2 separate regions of the Mus musculus genome follow, and region 1 is linked to region 2. Evidence: chromatin contacts called from public Micro-C data. All regions are on one chromosome and are shown on one strand. Each heading gives the region's core, a stretch centred on a gene start, on an enhancer-like site or on the middle of the called end of the contact. The rest is flanking DNA. Distances are from core to core; before and after follow the strand shown. Region 1 has its middle 27 kb from the start of Gm12415. Region 2 holds the start of Bnc2 (basonuclin 2).

Region 1 (5,741 bases), core at 2,238-4,737, 93 kb before region 2:
CCACCCCACTCCCAGCCCCACCCCACTCCCAGCCCCACCCCACTCCCAGCCCCACCCCCGCCTCTGCAGTTCCAGTAGAAGAGAGGCTCCACCTCTTACTAGGGAAAAGTAAGCATCTTCACTGTCACTGAGGGTGCAAGGAAGGATCCAGTGCCAATGTCCTGAAGGGGATTAACCCAGATGTTCCTGGTTGTTAATTCCATGCAATATTTAGGACCCAAGTAATCCTGATCCAAAAGGGCTGTGACTTCAGCCAACAGATTGCCTTGGCTGAGTCTTCGGACATCAAACATCTCTGTGGCCAAGCTGCTCCATCTATCAGATCTCCTATCTGCTCATCTCAGTTATGACAGCTATTCCACTAAAGGAGATAAGAACTTCTCTGTTAGCTAATAAAAGAGGCCTCTGGTTCTCTCTCTCTCTCTCTCTCTCTCTCTCTCTCTGTGTGTGTGTGTGTGTGTGTGTGTGTGTGTGTGTGTGTCTCAGACTTGGCCTTTAACCCCAGTAGCAGCTCTGGGACTCTGTTAACCCCACGAAGGGCATCAGGGAAGCTTGTCAGTAAGCAGGCTCCATCCAATCAGTATCTGGGCATGACTCCTTCGCTCTTAACATTTATTAGACTCAACATCCCTCACCTTCACCAGGATGTGCCTCAGTGTGCCACTAGTAAACTGTTTAGAAACTGACCCACCACCTAGCCTAGGAATCCTCCATCCCAGCCACTACCCAGGATGATCTTCCTATCAGCGGGTGTCCATGCACCCCATTTCACTGCCTATTTGTCAAGTGACTCAGGACAATATGTGATACCTCATGTCATCTAGGAAGCAGAAACAGAAAATTAACAGGGAAAAGATATTTGTGAAAGATGAAGGGAAGGGAGCTAGAGATAATAGCAAGAGCCTTAGCTGTGGTGCATGGTATGTCTCCTGTGAGGGAAATGAAGGAAGGGAGGGTGGTTGGGTAGGAATCGCCTCAACCTTAGAAGCCTTCAATGAGATGCATAAGCTGCGGTGAAGATCTTCAAAGTTAAAAAAGTAGTCTATTAATGAATTTTGTATGGGGGCAGGAGAGGTGGCTCAGTTCATAAAGTGCTTGCCTTACAACCAGGAGGACCAGAGTACAAACCCCAGAACTCAAGGAAAAAGCTGGGCGTGGTAGCAGGAGGCAGAAACTCCAGTGCCGGGGAGATGGGGATGAAGCCATCCGTGAAAACCCTGAATCAAATAAAAACCAATTAAAGAGTGATTGGACAAAACACACAATGCTATCTCTTTCCTCCACTTGCACACACACACACACACACACACACACACACACACACACACACACATGAATTGTACACCCCCACCCCCACACACCTTTGTATAATAAACAAGGAGGAAGCTGTTCTGCTATCTTAAACAAAGAGTATTGTCATCAACATCACAGTCTGTCTTGGCCTATTCATCTAGGGAGAATGACGGTCTATCCACACAGGCCACTTCAGTCATTAGGTAGAGACATATTTCCACAGACTGCAGTCCCATGAACCTGCACCAGAGCCCTCCCACCCCAGAGCATCATTCCTTTTTATACCGGGCTCCTCCCATTTCCCCTCAGAATCTGTTCTAAGGAAAGGAGCTAAATTTTGTTTTCGTTGGTTTGGTTTGGTTTGGTTTGTTTGGAGAAAGGCCTTACTACATAGCCTTGGCTGGCCTGGAATTTGCTTTGTAGATCAGGCTGACCTCAAACTCAGAGATCTGCCTGACTCTGCACTCTCTTAAGTGCGGGGATTAATGTTAATTTTAATGATTCTAATGATAAAAGACTTACAGCTAAGCAAATGTGACAGCCAGACACCAGTAGAATGCAGGTTCTATAGAGATTTTCGGCCACAGAGGCAGTATGTGGAAATGGCAGATGGCTATTTGAAAGCAGAAGGAGAGATCTTTCATCACAGCCTGCAACTGATTTTTAACCTGTGGTGACACTCTGCATTCTCAGGGAAGGTGGATAACTCAGCAATCTAATTACATTTTTCTCCTCGAATATATAAACTTTCAAAATAGGAAAGGGATCCGGTGGAATATGAACATCCACAAAAAGCAGAGCTCCACATTTTTTGAATGTTTATGGAAATGAAGCAAGACCAAGAGCTATAGGATAGCATCCTTCGAAGGTGCTGACGCAGCGCTTTACCTTGCCAGCTGTACCCTCGGCCCAGTACCAGCAACAAGAACCCCACAAAGTGTGCCTTTTATTGCAGTGTTTACCATGGAATCCGTGTCAAGACAAAAGTTGCTACTCGCGCTGCTGTTCGGGGCGTGCTTTAATTATTTGTCTTTCTCCGAGACAGGCATTCCTAAGGGCTGGACTCTAATTTGTATTTCTGTTTCCAGTGTCTAGGTTAATGGCCAGCATAGAAGTACTTAGCAAGTATTTATTAAATATTTGAATGAAAGATTAGTATAGAGACAGACATCTCAGATCTTGCCCTCTTGACCAAAATACAATTATCCTGTGTATGAGACTGGGCAAAGAGTTAATTCAGATTTCTCCTTGATGCTGCCAGGGTCTTTAATCCTTCACCATCTCTCCCCTTTATTTTCTGCTTGGTAGGACTGGCTTCCTGTTAGGTAATACATATGTAATAAAAACTCTAATTACCGGTTTGACTCGTCTGCTTATTATGATACTACTCTTTTATTAAAACTAGATTTCACTCCACCACGAACTCAGCTATAAAATAGAGCTCTTTTGCTTTCCACCAATTCTATTGGCGCTCCTTTTTAATTCAAATACTGCTCTGGGATCAACAACGCAATAAGACGTAATTATGTTTTAAGATCCATGAACTGGGTGTGAAAATGCGTGTATTTTCTCTCTGGGTAGTTGCTCCAGGAGATACACTGAGAAGTGTATTTTTATCTTGATGTATGGGGATTTACAAAGGAACAGACCCCTCAGAGTTGGAAGCAGTATTTTGTAGAAATACCGGAACAAATACCACCCATCACCACTCTATTATGTTCACAATGTACTCCATTATCATCAGTATGTGAGCATAAATCCTCATAAGAAACCTCCCAGTATTAAAAACCATAATTATAAGATGTATTTATTCCAAACATATGTACCACCGTTTCAAACTACCCACCAGCTGAATATATTTTGCAGCTTTCAAAATTTGACTAGCGTGAAGATGGCTTTTATAAATGTGATTTATGACAATTTAGGTGCCGAAAACCATCGTAATTACAAGTACTGTAAATGTTTTCTCTCTACTTAAGTAGCCTCACTGAGGAGGACAACGTTCATTTCCTGTGGGCTGGGCCCTTTGGCTCCAGCCTTCTCCACAGCCAACAGGCTGCTGTGTTCCCAGCTCAGCCTCACCAGTGAAAGATTAACAAAACTTTTCAGCGCTCGGTTTGCTTTTCCCTCTGGAGCTATCCGTTTTCCCATCGCCAAAGAGGGCAGCCTCTCCTAACATATGTTGGAAATTGTTGTTCGACTTCACAGAGTACACAAACACAAGGCTTTTCTCCGTTCTCGGTGCCAGAGCAGGCGTTTCAATGGAATATTTCACTCTAATGCAGAGCCTTGTGTGCCAAAAGAGAGGCTTTGCAAATGAAATTCAGGAGGGCTTTTTTTTTCCTTCTTCTTCTTTTTTAACTTTGTGGTATCTGGGGTTTCTAAAATGCACGAGAGACCGGGTTTCCAGTATAAAAAGTTTAAACTTTTAACCTACCTGGGTTTGAACAGGATAATAAATTGTCAAGTAATGATTCTTTGCCAAATGTTAATAATGTTCATGAAAAGTAAAGCTGTAGGGTTGTGAAGAAGGCTGTAATATTCTGTACCTTTCTAGCACCTTCCATCTCATTAGTTTCCTACCCGCTGCCCCCACCCACCTCCCACCCCCCACCCCCTGTGTCTCCACACCAACAGAAAGCCATGCCTCCAGGAAAGACTTCCCTACGGTTACTAAGGGAGTAGGTTCTCCAGTTTCCCAGGTTAGTGCTGTAGCCCCAAGGCCCCCAAGGCCCCCAAGGCCCCCAAGGCCATTTTGTAAATTATACTATCAACATCACTCTCTTTTCCCTCTTTCTCTTCTGTAAGTTTATTACTTAGTAGTTTAAAAACTGGTTTTGGGGGGTTGGGGGACTTCACCACCAAGTCTCTTGCTTACAGTCATTATTTCTAAAGGACGATTTAAAGATCGGTAGTTCAGCTTCTTGAGGCCAACAGACATACCAAAAGCCGAAGTAAACCTTCAAGTTTAAAGGGAAGTTAAATGTTTGGATTTATTAAGGCGGCATATTAATTAGAGAGCTTTTATTAACAAATCAACATAGGAGGGAAGTCTGGATCTTTAAAATAAAAATCCAATTGCTGCTCTATCTTGGTTTGTACCAGCTCCTACACCATTCCATAAGTGAGCACAGAGAGCTTTACATACAGGCGCTGATGGAAACTCACCATACAGCTGCTATTTACAGAGAACAAGACTTGGGTCGGCATGCGTGCTTGCTTGCATGCATGCTTGCTTGCATGCAGGCTTTCCCCGCTAGCTTTAAGGGCTCTGCATGCCAGCTCAGCCAGCTCTGAGAATCAAATCTTGGCCACCAGAGGAGCAACTTGCATTTCTTACAGTCAGATGGTCCTGGCATCCTATTATTCCACAACATTTTACTCCACGAATATTTCTTTGCATTTGTTCTAAGGTCAAAGGCCCGTGCCTCCAGAATCGATAGAAAAGCAGGAATAACAGAAAACAGCAGGCACTGAGAAAAGACAGCAGCGACAGCATATGAGAGGGGAAAAAAAGAAAACGGAATGTAGTCTGAGCCTGACTTAGTCTGCGATTTGCAGTTCTTTGAAGGAGCACTCGTTGCACTAAGTGGTTCACAGAGGATGCTAATCACAAGCACTCTTGGCTTGGCAGTTGCCTTTATGGGAATTCAGATGCCACATGCTTTGAGGGGCTGAACTCAGACATAAAAGCCCATAAAACCTCCTTCTGCCTTTTATTTTTCTGTGATCAAAATATTTTACCAGTACTTACTTATTCTTATTGTGAAAGCACCTCTATTTTAACATGACAACTTGGGCTGATGACAACATGAATACTGAAGGTCACAGGTTATGATCTTAGAGGGGAAGAGAAAGCAGCCTGAGGAAGGTCTTGCTAACAAAGCTTTATGTCACCAATCCATTTTCACAGAGAACAAGTGTGAACCATATTTTTTTCAGTTCAGTAAGCCGTAGTGAACATTGATAGAGGCTTAATTTCTTACAGAGTATGAACCTTAATGGCTATTCCAGTTGATACATCAGGATTAAGTCATCTCTCATTATTTCTTTCTCTATGGTTTCCTTGAATTTCAATTTCTCTACTGATTTATGACAAAGACTTGAACCATTCTAAATTTTCTTAAAAGTATATATATTTTTTTCTCCATGTAAACTTGAGACAGTTATTGTCTTAGGCTAAAAGAACTCTCCATTGTCTGTGAATGACGTCTAAAGGCAAGAAAAATGTAGCCAAACTCGACAGGTTTCATTTAAATGAATGCAGGTGTAAACGTGGGTATGTTCATACACTCAATCAGAAAATCTTTAAAGTCTATTGAGGAATGAGGGCAGCCAGGAAAGTCACACCTGAATGAAAAGTAGTCACAAGCAAGCTGTCATACAAAAGGTGAAATGGCACGTAGTCTGATCACGCCCTACAGTATATATTCAATTTTCGACCTGTT
Region 2 (5,507 bases), core at 2,587-5,086:
TTGATGGTTTAAGTTCTTCAGTTTTTGGAAGACTGAAAAATGATTTTATTGATATGAACAACAGCTATTAGTATTTATTAAAAATGTAAATGCTGATGTTTTAAATAAGCTATCAATTTGTTTAAAAGGAAAGTAGAGCCATTTGCTGTTATCATTCTCTAGTAGGAAGAATCAATAACCTCTAATAATGATAAGTCTATGTCTTTAAATTAAGGAGCTTGAGATAGATAGACTTTCCCGGATTACCTCAGTAGACCCAAAGTAATCATTAAGGTGGCTACAACCAGCAAGCAGCAAGCAGAGTAAGGAAGATGAGTGTGCTGAGTGGCCTCAGGGGAGGGGGCCCTGAGCCGGGGAGCAGCTTCTCAAAGGTGTAAAGGGAAAGAAAACAGATTCTGGCCCCAGAAAGGAACATATGTAAGTACCTCGATATTTAGATTTAGAAACACTTGTGTTTAATACATCTTCTATCAGGCATCCAGAATTATGATAAATTTGTGGTCTAATTTACTGATTTCTTTTTTTTGTAATTCGTTAGCACAGCAAATGAAACAAACAAATGCACATATTTAAAAGAAAGTCTGCTTATAAATCAGCCCAAAAATGTAGTGACAGGAATGGCCTTGATTTACACTTCCGTGGCACGTGTCCTGTAACAACTGATGGACCAGGAAGCGGGGGAGTCTCCTCTGCACCTCAACCAGCCTGTTGTGATGTGACGCGTCACCCTGCCTATAGAAATGCACAGGGGAGAATAGGAAATGTATACAATTTCATATTACACAAATAAAAAATAGTTTTGTCGCCGGGCATAGTGGCGCACGCCTTTGATCCCAGCACTCGGGAGGCAGAGGCAGGCAGATTTCTGAGTTCAAGGCCAGCCTGGTCTACAAAGTGAGTTCCAGGACAGCCAGGGCTACACAGAGAAACCCTGTCTTAAAATAACAAAAAACAAACAAACAAACAAACAAAAAATAGTTTTGTCCTCATGGCCCTTCTAGGAGGGCCTTGGGGACTGTTGGATGTCCCCAGTACGCACCCAGCGGATACCTGGGTACAATAGTGTCTCCTGTCTCCTTTCAAAGAATGGACTGTTTTGCCGTATTCCTATAGCACTTTGACACAATGGTGATAATGCTTCTGACATTCCTAGACCCATCCTTTGCCCTGACTAAGCTTATTCTTTAGCTGAAAAGTAGTAAGCATATAAGCAAAAACAAAACACAGCTTACACGAAGACAAGCACACAAAAGACAAAAGGAGAGGTAGAACGGATGGGGCAAGGAGGATTTTGCAGAGTAAACGAAGAGCTATCTTCTTTGACTCTTCAGGAGTAAAGTTGGAGATAAGGTGAAAGTGGGAAGAAAGGGACTCTGGACAGGGTAAGAGTTTAAGCAAAGAGAAGAGCCACCAAGGTCTAAGCCTAGAAAGCAGATGAGCAAATTAGAGCCAAAGAGAGTGGAGTCCAACAGAAGATTGAACAGCTGGATGGGGCACTGAGTCAGGTAGCTGCAAAGCATTAGGATATTGCAGGACACAGAGGACCCAAGGCTCTGGCCCTCCTCCTTCCTAATGCTTCAGCCCTCTAACACAGTGCCTGGTGGTGTGGTGACCCCCAACTACAAATTTATTTTTGTTGCTACTTCATACTTGTAATTTTGCTACCATTATGAATTGTAATGTAAATATCTGTGTTTTCTGGTAGTCCATAGGGTTCAAGACCCACAGGTTGAGGACCACTGACCTAAGTAAGATCTTGAGCCAGTTGTCAAAGTCACTGGAGACAAGACTATGGCTTCTGCCAATTCTGCCACCTTCTTAAAGGCTGCTCTTCAGTCCAGCCCAGACTCCATCTTTGTAATGACTGTTTAGAAAGGCAGGGGGACTTCGCTAGATACATCTGACCTCAGGTAGAGTGACTGCATGCTAACATCAAGAACAGTCAGTTCTGGAACCAATCAGAGGAATGTAAATTACAGGTTGCTTGATGTAGAAAAAAAAAGTAGCGTGGCACATGTAGGTGTGCAGCCAGAAACACACTGTGTGGATACAACTGTTTGGCAACTTGCTGGACTGTCACTTAAAAGCAGTTAAGTGTATGAATGGGTTTGTGTGGGTAATGACTCTGAAATTAGCTGCTAGCTTTTCCCAATCTTTTCGTGATGCAGGGAAACACACTGAAACTTGGCTTCTTTCTGGAAGCTGCTTGTGAGGCTCCTAGGACCTCAGAATGAACATTTGGTCACCATTATCTCTCGGGTAATCAGTTGCTACAGAATGACGTCATAGTTCTGCTTAGAGAACAAGAGAATATGCTCCACACCTTAATCAAATCATTTGACGATGAGCCTACTTTGATAACATGCATTTAAACATATTGGATAACGGTTAGATACCTAACCCGTAATTTGTCCCACAGCAACTGTCACTCATTAGAAAATTTAAGAGATAAACATGTGCCTAAAGTCTATAGTGTTTCCTGCATAGAATCGACAGATTCTGAAGTGACTACCAATCTGCTTTGCATGGGCCTAGGAGGAGTCAGGAATTTGAACCCAACTAGTACAAGGAACTGCAGGTGCTGGTGGCCCTAATGTTTAAAAAAAAAAGAAAAAAAAAAAAAGGCTGGATCCACGTGGATAAGCTAACTCACATTCTCAGGCCAGCTGTTGCTACTTGGGATCTAGTCAGCCATGGATCCTGAAAAAAAAATTAAGCTTAACCATTGTGAATATACATTAAACTTATGACGGTGTGTGTATGTGTGTGAGTGTGTCCTAAATTCCAAGTCTACATATTTTCGGAGGAATTTAATTCTGACCTCTGAATGAAATTATGAGGCTTCTCCCTCTGCTTGGGGAAAGAGAGAATGGAAGGAGGGACGAGTTACTCTTTTCAGGAAGAAACAGTAATCAAACCTGTTTTCAGCCAACCAAATCTTCCGCAGGATTCTCTGATTTCTTAGAGCTCAAGAGTGTGCTAGAAACCTGTGCTTTCCTCCCGAGACAGATAAGCAAAAAGTTTGCTCTAGCGATGATAAATCTGCACGAGGCGGAGACGGTTTTGGCACACGGTGTACATTAGAAAGATGAGGATGATTAAGTCTCCCCCCTCCCCCCCGAATCTTGCAGCCCGACTGTGTTTTGCTTCCATTTAAGAAGTGTCCTTCAACCGCTGGCGGCTGCGTGCCGAGCCTGCCGCCGGCAACCCGTGTCTTAAAGCAGGGCAACTCGGGTCGTCTGAGTGTCACCCCACACGTGTGACTGGTGTCCGTCGCGGGCGCCCGCTAGGGTGGCAGTCTCCTTCCTCTCCCCCGCCAGCTGCAGCTCCAGGCCCAGACCTAGAAGGGGAAGGAAGCCCTGGCCGCAAGCCGCCGTCTGGGCCGGCACCAAAGCCGCCGCTCCCAGAAACTTTTCGCCCCTAGCTGTGCGCAACTTTCTGCCCCGGGTCCCCGGGCGCGTCACGGTCCCCGGGCTTCCCCTGCCTTCACTCCGGCGCCGCCCAAGGCAGACCAGAGCCGGGCCGAGCAGACCGAGAGTGGGAGAAGCCCGGAGCGGAGGCGCTGCGCCGCAGTCGGAATAAAGTTCGCGCCCGGTGCTCGGCGGCGGCTCGCAGCCTTCCCTCTCCCCTCCCGGCTCCTCGCATTTTTCCCCCTTGTTGACAGCTGGGCGCTGGCCGCCACCTCCACTTCCACGCCCGCACCCCCCGGGGGGCGCCAAAGTTGTTTTTCCATCCACGGAAGAGGGGGTGTGTGTCTAGCGAGGTGGGGGTGGGGGAGGGCTAGACATCCTCCCCGAAGCCCCTAGAAAAGCTTGAGGACAACAACAAAACAGGCGGCGAACACCCTAGTCCGGACAGTTGCGCCGGGAGCAGAAACTTGTGCCGGCGCGGCCACCGGTCCCCCCCGCGCCGCCGCGCGCACCCCGCCTCGCCAGCAGCCCCCCTCCCGGACAGTCCGTTCCCTTTTTTTCTTTTCTCCCTCTGCCCGGGGAGGAGCGGGACAACTCGGAGCGCCGGCTCGAGGGAGCGAGCGCGACCCTGGGCGCGGGTGTAAATCAGTCACCTGAGCGCCGAGGGGCCGCGGCGAGGGCGCGCGCGGGCGGGTGGGGAGTGGCGCGGGCGGCGAGCGCGGCCCGGAGCGGCCGGGCGGGGGAGGGAGCAGGCCGAGCGGCGAGCTGAGGCGGCCGAGGGGCTGGTCCAGGCGCGGCCGCTAAGAGGAGACCAAGAGGCGGGGGCTGCACTTGACAACCAGCATGCCGAGATGGTAAGAAGTTTCCACCTCCTCTCCGCTTGCGTCTGCACTTGGTAGGGACAGACCCGGGCGGGACGCCCCGGGGCCGCGGCGGGCCGCGTTCTCCTCTAGCGCCGCGGCGTGAGGAGGCGGGCAGCCGGCGGCGCTCCCGAAATCCACCCCCCACTCCCCCAACTTGGCCCCAAGTTCTCGAGGCGGCTGCGGGAGGGCGAGCGGGCGGGCAGGCGGACGGGAGCGAGGGCTCCCCGCGCCTTAGGTGAGCGGCGGCCAGTCGGGGACTCTGGGGACCGGGGAGCCCTCGGGGAGGGCGCGGGACACGGGGACCCGGGATGCACGGGGCTGCCGGGACCCGCGGCAACTTTCCCAACTTGCCGGCCTGTTGAGAGCCCTGAGCGGCGGCTGGGCATGGGTGCCGGGGCGCGGCCCGCGGCCCGCGTGGGGACCGCAGCGATGCCCGCGCGGCTGCGGAGGACGCGGACGCGGCCAGTCAAATCCCGCTAGACAGACACGTGTGTGCTTTCCCGAAGTGCGGTTCTGAAGCAGCCGGCCCACTGCGCTTACACGCCGACTGGACGGTGGGATTTGAGACCTGAAAGGGGGGCAGAATTTAAAAACATATATATATATATACAGTAGTGGTGGAGCTCAGGACAAAACTAGACGGAATCTCCCGTGGGATGAGGCGAAGATTAAAACAAAACAAAACTTGTAAGTGCCAAGTGGTGGTGGAAAAGGGATGGCACAGCGCAGGGGGACTCCAGCCCAGTCCCTGGAAGGGACGGCTTCTCTGCAGCGAGGAAGCAGGCAATTAGTTCACCCAGTGATGAGCCTCACTGTCTGCTTTCGGGAAGTCATTTGTTAGAAATGGGGCTTGACCACTCTTTTTTTCTTGGAGTTCCCTACCACCCAGTGTCGCTGTTGTTAGCCCCACTTGGGGGCTCTGATACAAAGTGGGCCCTATGTACATGGGATGTATAAGAAACGGGGTGATAGCAGGTTGACATTTTTTTTTCCTCTTCCCTTCCCCCTGATGTGACATCTCTTGTTTCAGAGATCAAAGTCACAACTGGAATGTAGGAGATGGTACTGTCAAATGCAGACATACACACATACAAAATGCACCCAGGACTGCGGTTACAGTAATGCTGACAGAAATTAAAGAGGTTTTGAAAGCAGCGTGCGATTTATGATGCTTCCCATTTACCCTAGAGTCAAGCTGTTGTAAAACTGATGTACAAAAGACATCATAAAATAA

The links. A called contact is a pair of places that touch in the nucleus more often than the background predicts.
Region 1: a Micro-C map of palatal mesenchyme shows a contact between it and region 2, with 2.1 times the contacts expected there. The contact joins the enhancer-like site here to the promoter of Bnc2 in region 2. A contact is called at or near these places in 2 of 484 Hi-C or Micro-C datasets (epidermal suprabasal cells and palatal mesenchyme) and 1 of 115 datasets of contacts at active chromatin or transcription factors (embryonic stem cells).

What each region holds. Positions count from the first base shown.
Region 1 is chr4:84,766,042-84,771,782 of GRCm38.p6, reverse strand. No RefSeq gene overlaps it. Among named protein-coding and RNA genes, the nearest start is that of Gm12415, 27 kb to the right of the region's middle. Within about 2 kb of position 3,487, at least 20 of the 459 cell types and tissues checked have an H3K27ac peak or open chromatin away from gene starts, as enhancers often do. A contact at or near this core is called in palatal mesenchyme, where this site is marked.
Region 2 is chr4:84,673,732-84,679,238 of GRCm38.p6, reverse strand. Bnc2 (basonuclin 2) reads left to right here and starts at 3,836. Exons shown (of 7, transcript NM_001369083.1): 1 at 3,836-4,264. The coding sequence starts at 4,262.